Linked DNA regions of Rattus norvegicus: region 1 is linked to region 2. A link is a contact called in public Hi-C data. All regions are on one chromosome and are shown on one strand. The core of a region is the stretch at or near the end of the contact, and the rest is flanking DNA. Distances in the headings are between cores, read along the strand shown. Region 1 holds the start of Fbxw7 (F-box and WD repeat domain containing 7). Region 2 overlaps Tmem154 (transmembrane protein 154).

The links. Hi-C and Micro-C count contacts between places; a contact is called where the count stands out from the background.
Region 1: a contact with region 2 is called in a Hi-C map of Schwann cells, with 2.1 times the contacts expected there. The contact joins the promoter of Fbxw7 here to the enhancer-like site in region 2. A contact is called at or near these places in 2 of 12 Hi-C or Micro-C datasets (Schwann cells and liver).

The regions. Positions count from the first base shown.
Region 1 is chr2:172,445,972-172,450,263 of GRCr8, forward strand. Fbxw7 (F-box and WD repeat domain containing 7) reads left to right here and starts at 1,767. Exons shown (of 14, transcript NM_001419528.1): 1 at 1,767-2,920.
Region 2 is chr2:172,346,855-172,351,542 of GRCr8, forward strand. Tmem154 (transmembrane protein 154) reads left to right here. Exons shown (of 7, transcript NM_001401895.2): 7 at 3,603-4,688. The coding sequence ends at 3,618. Among named protein-coding and RNA genes, the nearest start is that of Tmem154, 36 kb to the left of the region's middle. Within about 2 kb of position 1,782, at least 1 of the 93 cell types and tissues checked has an H3K27ac peak or open chromatin away from gene starts, as enhancers often do. A contact at or near this core is called in Schwann cells, where this site is marked.

The sequences.
Region 1 (4,292 bases), core at 517-3,016, 99 kb after region 2:
TTAATTTCTGCTGTAAGGAGGAGAGTTCAACAAAAGGATTATGTTGCAGCTATGTTGGGCTATTGTTGAATTGATCTGATTCCCTGTGAATCTTACTGGAATACAGCCTGCGAATGGATCATGTTTGTAGACACTTAAATCCAGGGTAATTAGGGCAAGTTGTTTGACGCCTGGGATTTCAGGTAGAGTACAGAGGGTCTGGTGCAACTTGCCTCTTCTTGCTTTTGTGGCCTCCTCCTCTCTCCTTTACTCACTTTTTTTTTTTTTTTTTGGCTTTTGTCATCTCTGAACAAAAAAATGAACCCTTGATTTATCAACATAGACATTTTCTTGATCTATGTTGCATGAGGTGGTACAGCAGTGGCATAAACCTAGGCTTGCTTCTTAAATGTGTGCAGAGTGTGTTTGGCCCAATCTCCCATCACTGTTGCTTCCAGAGGGACGGGGTGCAGGCAGGTCCAGCCACACAACGGTTTCCCTTCATCTTAGCTGCTGCTTTAATCTCACTGTCAGACCGCTAAGAAGGGTAGGTTCAAGACAGATTTCTGAACACTGTGGTTCTTTATCTCGAAAATTCTTTTACTAGAGGACCATAGCTTAAATTTCATGAGTTTTTTCTTAAACTTATTTCCCAGACCAGAATCTGTAAGACAAACGGCTTAATAGATTTATTAATAACATACCTCTACCCCCCCACCCCCGGCCGCTAACACACACAGTGGGAGAGGGAGGGAGGAAGGGAGAGAGGAGAGGTATTGAGACTTGAGAGTCGCCAAAATGTTTTGAAGACGGTAAGGGGCACTCTGATGAACAAAATCAGCTCTCTAAAAAGTTCCCCCAAATCTAAACGACAAACAAGAATGACTCTTAAAAGGGAGGCTGTTTTCCAACCCTAGTAATTTCGCCTCCTTTCCCACAAAAGCCTGAAGTTGCGACTCTCAACAAACAGCCTCTCATCTCTTTCCTTTCATTGCATGTGGCGGGTGGGGGTGAGGAGGGAGATGTATTACAACTCTCACGTTTCTACACTTCAATTTACAAAACGCTTGCGCTTCCACCATCACCTCGGAGTTCCGCTAAGGCTGTGCTAGAGGCAGGCTTGTATACACTTATACACACACACACACACACACACACACACACACACACACTCACTCACTCACTCACTCACTCACTCACTACACAGAATGCAGCGCCAGGTTTCACCCCACGCCACGGGAAGGGTGGGGTGGCTCGCTCCGGGGAGCAGGTGCAACCTCTGGGCTGTAGGTTAACTTTTCCACCCGTCTCTCTGTTTGAAGATCTGCTCCGGACCAAATGCCTCACCTTCGGGTGGTGCGCGCCCTAGCCCGGTCCCTGGCCTCCTCCTCACTCCCAGAGGAGCAGTTCGCACCTGCCCCGGAGGGAACGGCTACGGAGCTCTCTCTCCGCGCCCTAGGGTCAGGGGTAAGATTAGGCGGTAGCTTAGGCTCGCCTGGGCTCCTCCCCTTCCTCTCTTCAGTTCTGACGCGGCCGTAGAGGCGGCGGCGGAGGCAGCGGCGGCGGTAGCAGCAGCAGTCCCGCGGCCCGAGGCGCACCCACCCGCTCCCAGATCTCGACTTCCTTTTCCCTTTGTGCGTCATCAGAACGCGCCACAGCCTCCCAGGGCGGGGTGGCTGGAGATGGGGAGAAAAGGCCAGCAAAGGAAGGCGCAGAGTGGAAGGGGAAGGGAGGGAGAGGAGAGCGGTTGCTAGGCGACTTACGTCATCGCTGGGCGCCGCTCTCCTCCCGCCCCTCTCTGGAGTGAGGCGAGAGCCCCGCACAGAGCGAGAGAGACAGCGAGCTGAGCTTCGGGCGCTGCCGCCGCCGCCGGTGAGAGCGAGTGAGTGAGCGAGCGAGCATCCGAGAGACCCGGCACCCGTGCACTGGCCGCCGCCGAGACCTTCGCCGCAGCCCGGGCCATCGGGAGCCGTGGCCGCCGTCTGCTCCCCCCCTTACCTTCCCGGCCGGCAGCGGCTGCTGCACACGCCGAAGCGGGAGCCCCAGCCAGAGCCGGAGCCAGAGCCGGAGCCGGAGCCCGCGGCCGGGGGGCAGGGAGGCGGCTGCCGCCGGTCGGGACTCGTAGCTGCTCAGCCGGGAGAGGACGCCCGCGAGGGGCTGGGCTTTCTGCCTCGCCCCGGAGTGTGGGGCGAAGGACCCCCCGAGGTGTAGGGAGGGGGTCCCGGCCGCCGCGACACATGCGGGAGCCGGGAGCGGGGGCGGCGCCGATCCGAGCCCGCCGGGTCCCCAGCCTTGCCGCCGTCCAGACCGGCCGACCCGGGCCGTAGCATCCCATAGCGGAGTGTATGAACCGGGGCCCCCAGCCCAGGAGCCACCTCCGGGCCGGGGGGGCGGGGACCCCGATGTGAAACGGCCGCGGCGGCGTGGTGAGCGGCCCGGGCGCCGCTGTCCTCTCCTTCCCCTCCCCTCCCCTTCACCCCCTCTGGGGGGCTTCTCCTTGGGCCCGCCGCCGCACCCCGGCTCCTCGGCGGGACTCCAGGAGTTCTCGGCGCCCCCTCCCCGCCCCAGCCCCCCAGGGCGGCGGGGCCGGGGGGGACTCGGGGGGCCGGCTGCAGCCTCCGCCCAGAGGAAACTTTACCCAAACAAAATCTTCGAGCTTTCTGATTGTGACTGTCCCGGGACAAGTGGCCCAGGACGGGCTGAAGCCACAGCCTGCAGAGACCCAGGAAGAGAAAAAGCGGTGAGCGGGGCTGCTGCCGCTGCCGCCGCCGCCGCCTCAGCTTCTATCCCGGCAGCGCGGAAGAGACCCGGGTAGCTGCTCCGTGGAGCGACGCTAGCACCGCTTCTTAGTTCCGCGCCTAGCCTTCCGCAGCTGCCCGCCTCAGCCCGAAGGAGGAAGGGAGCCAGCCACATTGTCAGCGCCACCGCTCGTCTCTGAAGCGTGAGTGGACCCGAAGGAGGGGGGACATTATAAGGTGACAAGTGGGAGCGGGTGGGTGCTTTGATGGTGGAGTTGGGCTGTTTCTCGGGAGGGTTGGCAGTGGAGACCTTTCCTTTCTAATTTCGGGAGAAAGCGTCAGTTTGCAGGAGTAATGCAAGTACTCGGGCGTTTTTCTTAGAGGAGCTGTGTGGACAGCTCTGTCCTCTACCTTTTTCTGGCAACCTGATTCTGGCAGTGGTTTTTGTTTCAGGGAAACTCCCATGGATTCCCACGTGGGAATCACTTGAATCAACTCTTATTTTATTTTATTTTTTTTCCTTTCCTAACTATTGTTTTTGAAGTTGCCCTGGTCAGGAAGACCAATTTTGATTTTAGTGCAAAGAGGGGTTTGGTGCCCCCAGCGCTTTATTTCATAAGTCCACAGACTCCAATGTGTAGAGTCCTTGTTTGCATGTTTCATTTGGCTCAGGAGAATCCGAGTTCCTAGGATGCACAACTCGCTGAAACTTATTTCAGGGAGAGCACTTGCAACTTCTCTCTCTCTCTCTCTTTCTCTCTCTCTCTCTCTCTCTCTCTCTCTCTCTCTCTCTCGTCATCTATTTTAAGTGATAACACATTTCTACTAGGGACTGAAAGGACATGCATGCTGCTTTTCTTATTTGGCTCTACTTGTCAACATAGAAACTTGTACTCTTTTAAGAAAGCACTTAGCACACTGAGTGCTAAATTAGAGGTACAGAAAAGTAATGTTTCAACTATGTAAGGTTAAACTAAACATCTTAAGGCAAGTACTGTGGGATTTTGTGTAACAAGGAACATAGGCAGTGTAAGACTGAGAACGCCGGTCCACCCAGACAACTAAATTTGGGCAGAATAGAGATCCTCCGTAGAAATGAATGGAAACCTGGGAGTATCCATTTATCTATCCACCCATTCTAATCTCTCCATTTAGGATCTTGATTAAATTTCTTTGAAAGTTTCTCACACTTCACAATGTTCTCCCCTCCTCTTCTTAAAGTAAGGAACCTTCAAGTTTATTATTCTGCACTATGTAACAATTTACTTCTCTTTGTCCTGCCTTCTCAATCTTTCAGGATACAGTTTCTTTGAGGAATGCTAAAACACTGTGAGCTAATCTTACATTTCTTATAGACTTTGTTTGATTTCTCCTATCATCTGTTCCAACTTTTTTTTTTTTTTTTTTTTTTTTTTTAGTTTACAGGTTTCAGGTTGTTTATTTCAGTGGAAGTTGAATAAATATATTCAGTGGTCACAGTATTGTCATCCTATCCTCTGACACAGATATATTATCTTGATCTAAAACAAAATTAATTTTTGCACATAACCAGAGGCCCATATTCCACCATGGTCT
Region 2 (4,688 bases), core at 532-3,031:
CTTTACCAGTGAGCTAACCCTGGTAAACGTAAAAGACTTAAAGGAATGGAAGCCATAGTGTGCGTGCCACTAAGTCAAAGACAAGACTTCGAAGTTATCATTTCATATTCAGCCCCATCTCTTCCAAGTCCCAGTGCACTTGGACGTTTCCACTTGGAAAATTTTTTGTCCAGACAGCCAGGATGACCTAAACCGAGAGAGCATTTGTGAGCTGGGGCAGGGAGTCGGGGAGGCTCACAGGAAACACATTAGAGATTTGACATTGTACCACTGAAACCAGGTAAGAATTGTTAATGGAGAGGTGGGTGTGAGAGCTCGAACTTGTAATCAGCACCCGGGAGGCTGAAGCAGGAGTATCAAGGATAATCTGGGGTCCAGAAGAAGACCCTATTTGAAAAAGAAGCAAGTCCAAATAAAAGCCTGGCATGGAGTACATACTTACTACCCTAACAATTGAGAGGCAGAGGCAGGAGGATTACACAAGTTCAAGGGCAGCCTGGGCTACTGCTGTGGGACACTATCCTTAGGATGTGTGAACAGCATCTGCCTCTTCCAGATAAAGAATTGATGTCAGGTCAAAGTGGGGATACCCCAGAAGTCCAGCCTGGTGAACCAAAGAGTTTTATTTGAGTTACTTGTGGGAGAAGAAATGACTAGAAGGCAGCTGCATCACCAAAGCCCAGCCCAGCATGGAGACAGCTCACAAAGCTGGGAACCTAGAGCTCACCACAGCCTGCAGGCAGCTCAGGGTGGAGAGTGTGTCTTCCAGGCAGTGTGGCTCATCTGAGTGCCTTTCAATGCCCTTCTACTGACACTTGCCTGAGGAGGGAAGAACCTAGCAACTCTGATCAGTTTTGGGAACTTCCTGAAGCCTTGTAAACTTTCCTTCTTGATAAGCTTCCTTATGGGGTGGGATGTGTCACCTTCCCTTAGAACATTCTGTTGGCTCCCTTCCCCTTTAATGTCTTGGACCTTAACTGCCTTTTTCCAAGATGGAAGGTTTTAATGTCAGAAGGGACTGCTCCATAACAGCTACAGAGCGAGTCCCTGTCTCAAAAATAAATAAGTAAATAAATAAATAAATAAATCAAAAAACAACAACAAAAAAGAAAAACCAGAGACGTGGTTTGTACTATAATGAATCAAAATTAATTCTTACTACCTGAACCAATAAAAAGATAAAATAAAAAGATAATTGACCCACTTTAATTATGAACAAAGTTTATCAGTAGTCAATTTAGCAAAAGAAATTGAAGTTATCAATTAATGTTTGGGGAAAAGAGAATATTCTTCTTAGCAAAAAAACAGCAGATGAAAGCTTAGGTAAAGTCTACTAGCGTTCTTACCTAGAAGGACCATTTAACAGTAGGCTTAAATGCTTTAAAGCTGCATGTTCTTGACCCAATTCCTCTTGTAAAGACGTATGCAAAGGGACTTCTTGGGACTGTTCATAAAAGTTAAAAATTAGGAGTAGCCTGAAGAGTTAATTATGAAAAGTATTGGTTAGGTTTTATTGTTGTTTTGTGGGCCCCCCTCCTCTTTCTTTTTCTCTTTCTTTCTTTTTTTCTTCAGAACTGGGGATTGAATTTAGAGCTTCAGGCAAGCACCGTACTACTGACTTACATTCCTAAGCCTCAGTTTTTCAATATCTAATGGGTTAACAGGTCACTAGATAGCTACTAAAAGGGAGGGGGGGAAATGGAGGGAGGTTCTAGTCTGTATGTTGCAGTGCTGGGAATTAAACCCATGACCTTGCATGTTCTAGGAAGAGCTCTACCGCTGAGTCATGCCCCACCCTGTGTGACCAGAAGTGGACTAACAGATGACAGAGCAAAGATCCTGTTTCTGAACAAAAGAGAACATATCTTTAGAACAGAAAACCATTTAGGAGAGAAAATGCCAAGGAATTAGCTACGGTTAATGTCTTGGACCTTAACTGCCTTTCTCTGGGGGAGTTTTGTTTTGTTGGGGGGAGGGGAAGGCTTGCCGGAGAAGAATCCAGGACCCTGTACAATGAACGCTGACTGGTTTTACAATAATTTTGAATACTATTTCTGTTACAACCAGTGGTCAGAGCTCAGTGTTGTAGACAAAAGAGAGGGTCTTGCTAGCTAAGGCCATACAAGGAGACCATGCAGTCTGGGGACTTCTGTTCTTTAGAGATGGCCCTGGCCCCTTTGCAACACTATCTTGGTGTCACCCAGTTTCCAAGGAATGAAGCCATCACTCCCCACTATGAGTTTTTCAGAGTTTCATAGTTAAAGGTTTGTTAGTAAGTCTTAGGAATATTCCTTCTTTAGTGTGTGGTATGTTGGTGATCAAATCAAGGGCCTTGAGAGTACATGCGGTAAGCAAGCTTGCTGTCACTGAGTTTCCTCCCAGAGCAAAAAGCAAGCAAGCAACCAAACAAATAAGAAACCAAACCGAAAACTAAAACTATAATTCCCATCCGTTGTCCACATTTAATGAGTTTTGCTATAGAGGCTATTTCTTTGTTTATTCCCCTGCCTTGGATACAGTTCTGCCCTCCTTCCCCTTTTCATGTGTTCCTTGTCCCCACAGCATCCACCCATGGGCACACGTGTGCACGCAAACACACACACACACACACACACACACACACACACACACACACACACACTCGCAGTTACTTCTTTCCCCTGTCAAGGACACATCTATCTAACTGATCTATCTCTCTCGGGGCTTGTTTTGTTTGTTTTTCTGAGACACTGTTTTCCTGGCTGTAGTTGCTGGGACTACAGGTATGTTTGTACCATCGATAACGCACAATGCTTCGCTGAGCATCTGTTGAGTGAGTCAGGAGACTGCTGTAGACTGCACACATCCAGGAGCCGAGGAGAGAACACATCCGCTCACTGTGGTTACTCATGACCTTCCTTGGAGACAGAGTTGGCTGCCAATAGAGCTCTGCTAGAGTTTTAATAGAAAGGACTCCAAACCTAGAGAAGAAGCAGGAAGAAAGAATCAGGGGCCCCAGCTGCTCTCTAGGGTGACACAAGAAGCCCCCGGCACACTGCGCAAAAGCCGCAAAATCAAATATTGGACCAAGATAGCCAAACTTGAATTAAGCAAACAAACAAAAAAAAAAGCACAAATTAGCTGACACCGTGGCTATGTTCAAATATCAGGTGTCTAATTTATAGTCATTCATACCAAGATGTCCGATGGGACAGAGAACACTCCCTAGCCCCTCTGTGTGCTTGAACAAGAGGCACCATTGCAAATAAGTCAGGGCCACAAACTCTTGAAGGAAATAACACATTTTAAAAAGAGACTTCTGGCATCTATCCATAGGGAATGAGATTAGATTTAATTAAAGGCGGGAATCCCCAACTCCATCTGGTTCTCTCCCTGTCATGGGGGAAGGATTTTGGAGAGCTAGAAATTGTCTCTTGGTATCCATGGATTTCCTCCTCAAGAATTGAATATTAAATCCAAACTGTGCCTTGTGTGGGAAACCGCAAGCTAAACAGTGCTGGCTTTCTGATTGTTTAGAATCTCGAGTCACCTCTGCAATCCAGGGTTCAGCTCTCCCTTGCCTCTTGTGCTATTGGTCTGTTCTGTATTTCTTTCTTTTTCAGTGATAATGAATCCTAAGTCCAAGTGGCGTTGACGTTTCCCAAGAGCATACTCCCCGAGGGCACCTGCAGGGCCCACCAGAGAAGGATGAAGAGGAGACAAGTTTAATTAATTTCAAATCAGTGTAGACACAAGAACCTTTTAGTGTTTCTTCCACCATCCCCTCTTCAGATGATGGCATCCCCTGGACTTGGAAGAATGAGGTACTGAAGTCTTGGAAAGGCCTGGCTGCCCGCCAGCCCACGCATGATGAAGAAAGAGCCCTGTGTGGTGCTGGCTTCGGACCTGTGGGTGTCCCTCCCCACTGCCTCCTCCTCGCTCATTCTGGTCACCCTAAGATCACAGCTCTGGTCTGCTTCATTCTGAGGGTTTGAATCAGGAAGCTGGTCTTCTGGGTCCAGGTCGCCTTACTGCCCACCAGGTTTGGATATTTTCTCACTGTTCATGTCCTCTCAGGTCAACTCTAGTCATCTGGAACTTTCCTCAAGGACGGTTGGGTTACAGAAAACAGGCCAAACAAAGCAGGCGTTTCATAGCCACACCATCCCAGGGACTCGTTAAGCTTGTTTCTCACCTGCTAAGAAAACACAAGGAAGTCCACAGGCCTCATGGGAGATCCTTGCACGACTCGTAGACTTGCACTCAGCCACATCTCAGTCACTTTTGAAAACTTCCAGAAGAAACAGCAGTCTTTAAAGAGAGAAGCAACTTTTCCCTTCTCCGCTAAAGTCACCTCTACTTGCAACATCTCAAAGCAGCTGATCTTGTTTCAAGCCACAGGCCTGGCTTGTGCTGTGCGCGGGCTTGGAGTGCAGGCAGGTGGGGGTCATGGGAGATCTTCAAGGCTGAGCTAGAAGGACCTGTGCCTGTGGCAGCTCTGGCCCATGGTGCTTTCTGGTCTGTGTGCTCTACATCCAGCCTTTTCTGTAGGGCTGGGAAGAGTCTCCAATGCTTAGCCCTCCAGGAGGTGGCTCCCAGGCCATCAGAAATGACATTCTACATGAAATTAGTTGACATCCATGTACTAAAAACAATGGAGTTAAAAATGCAGAAAAACCCACTAACCTCTCCTCCTTAGTAAAGTCCCA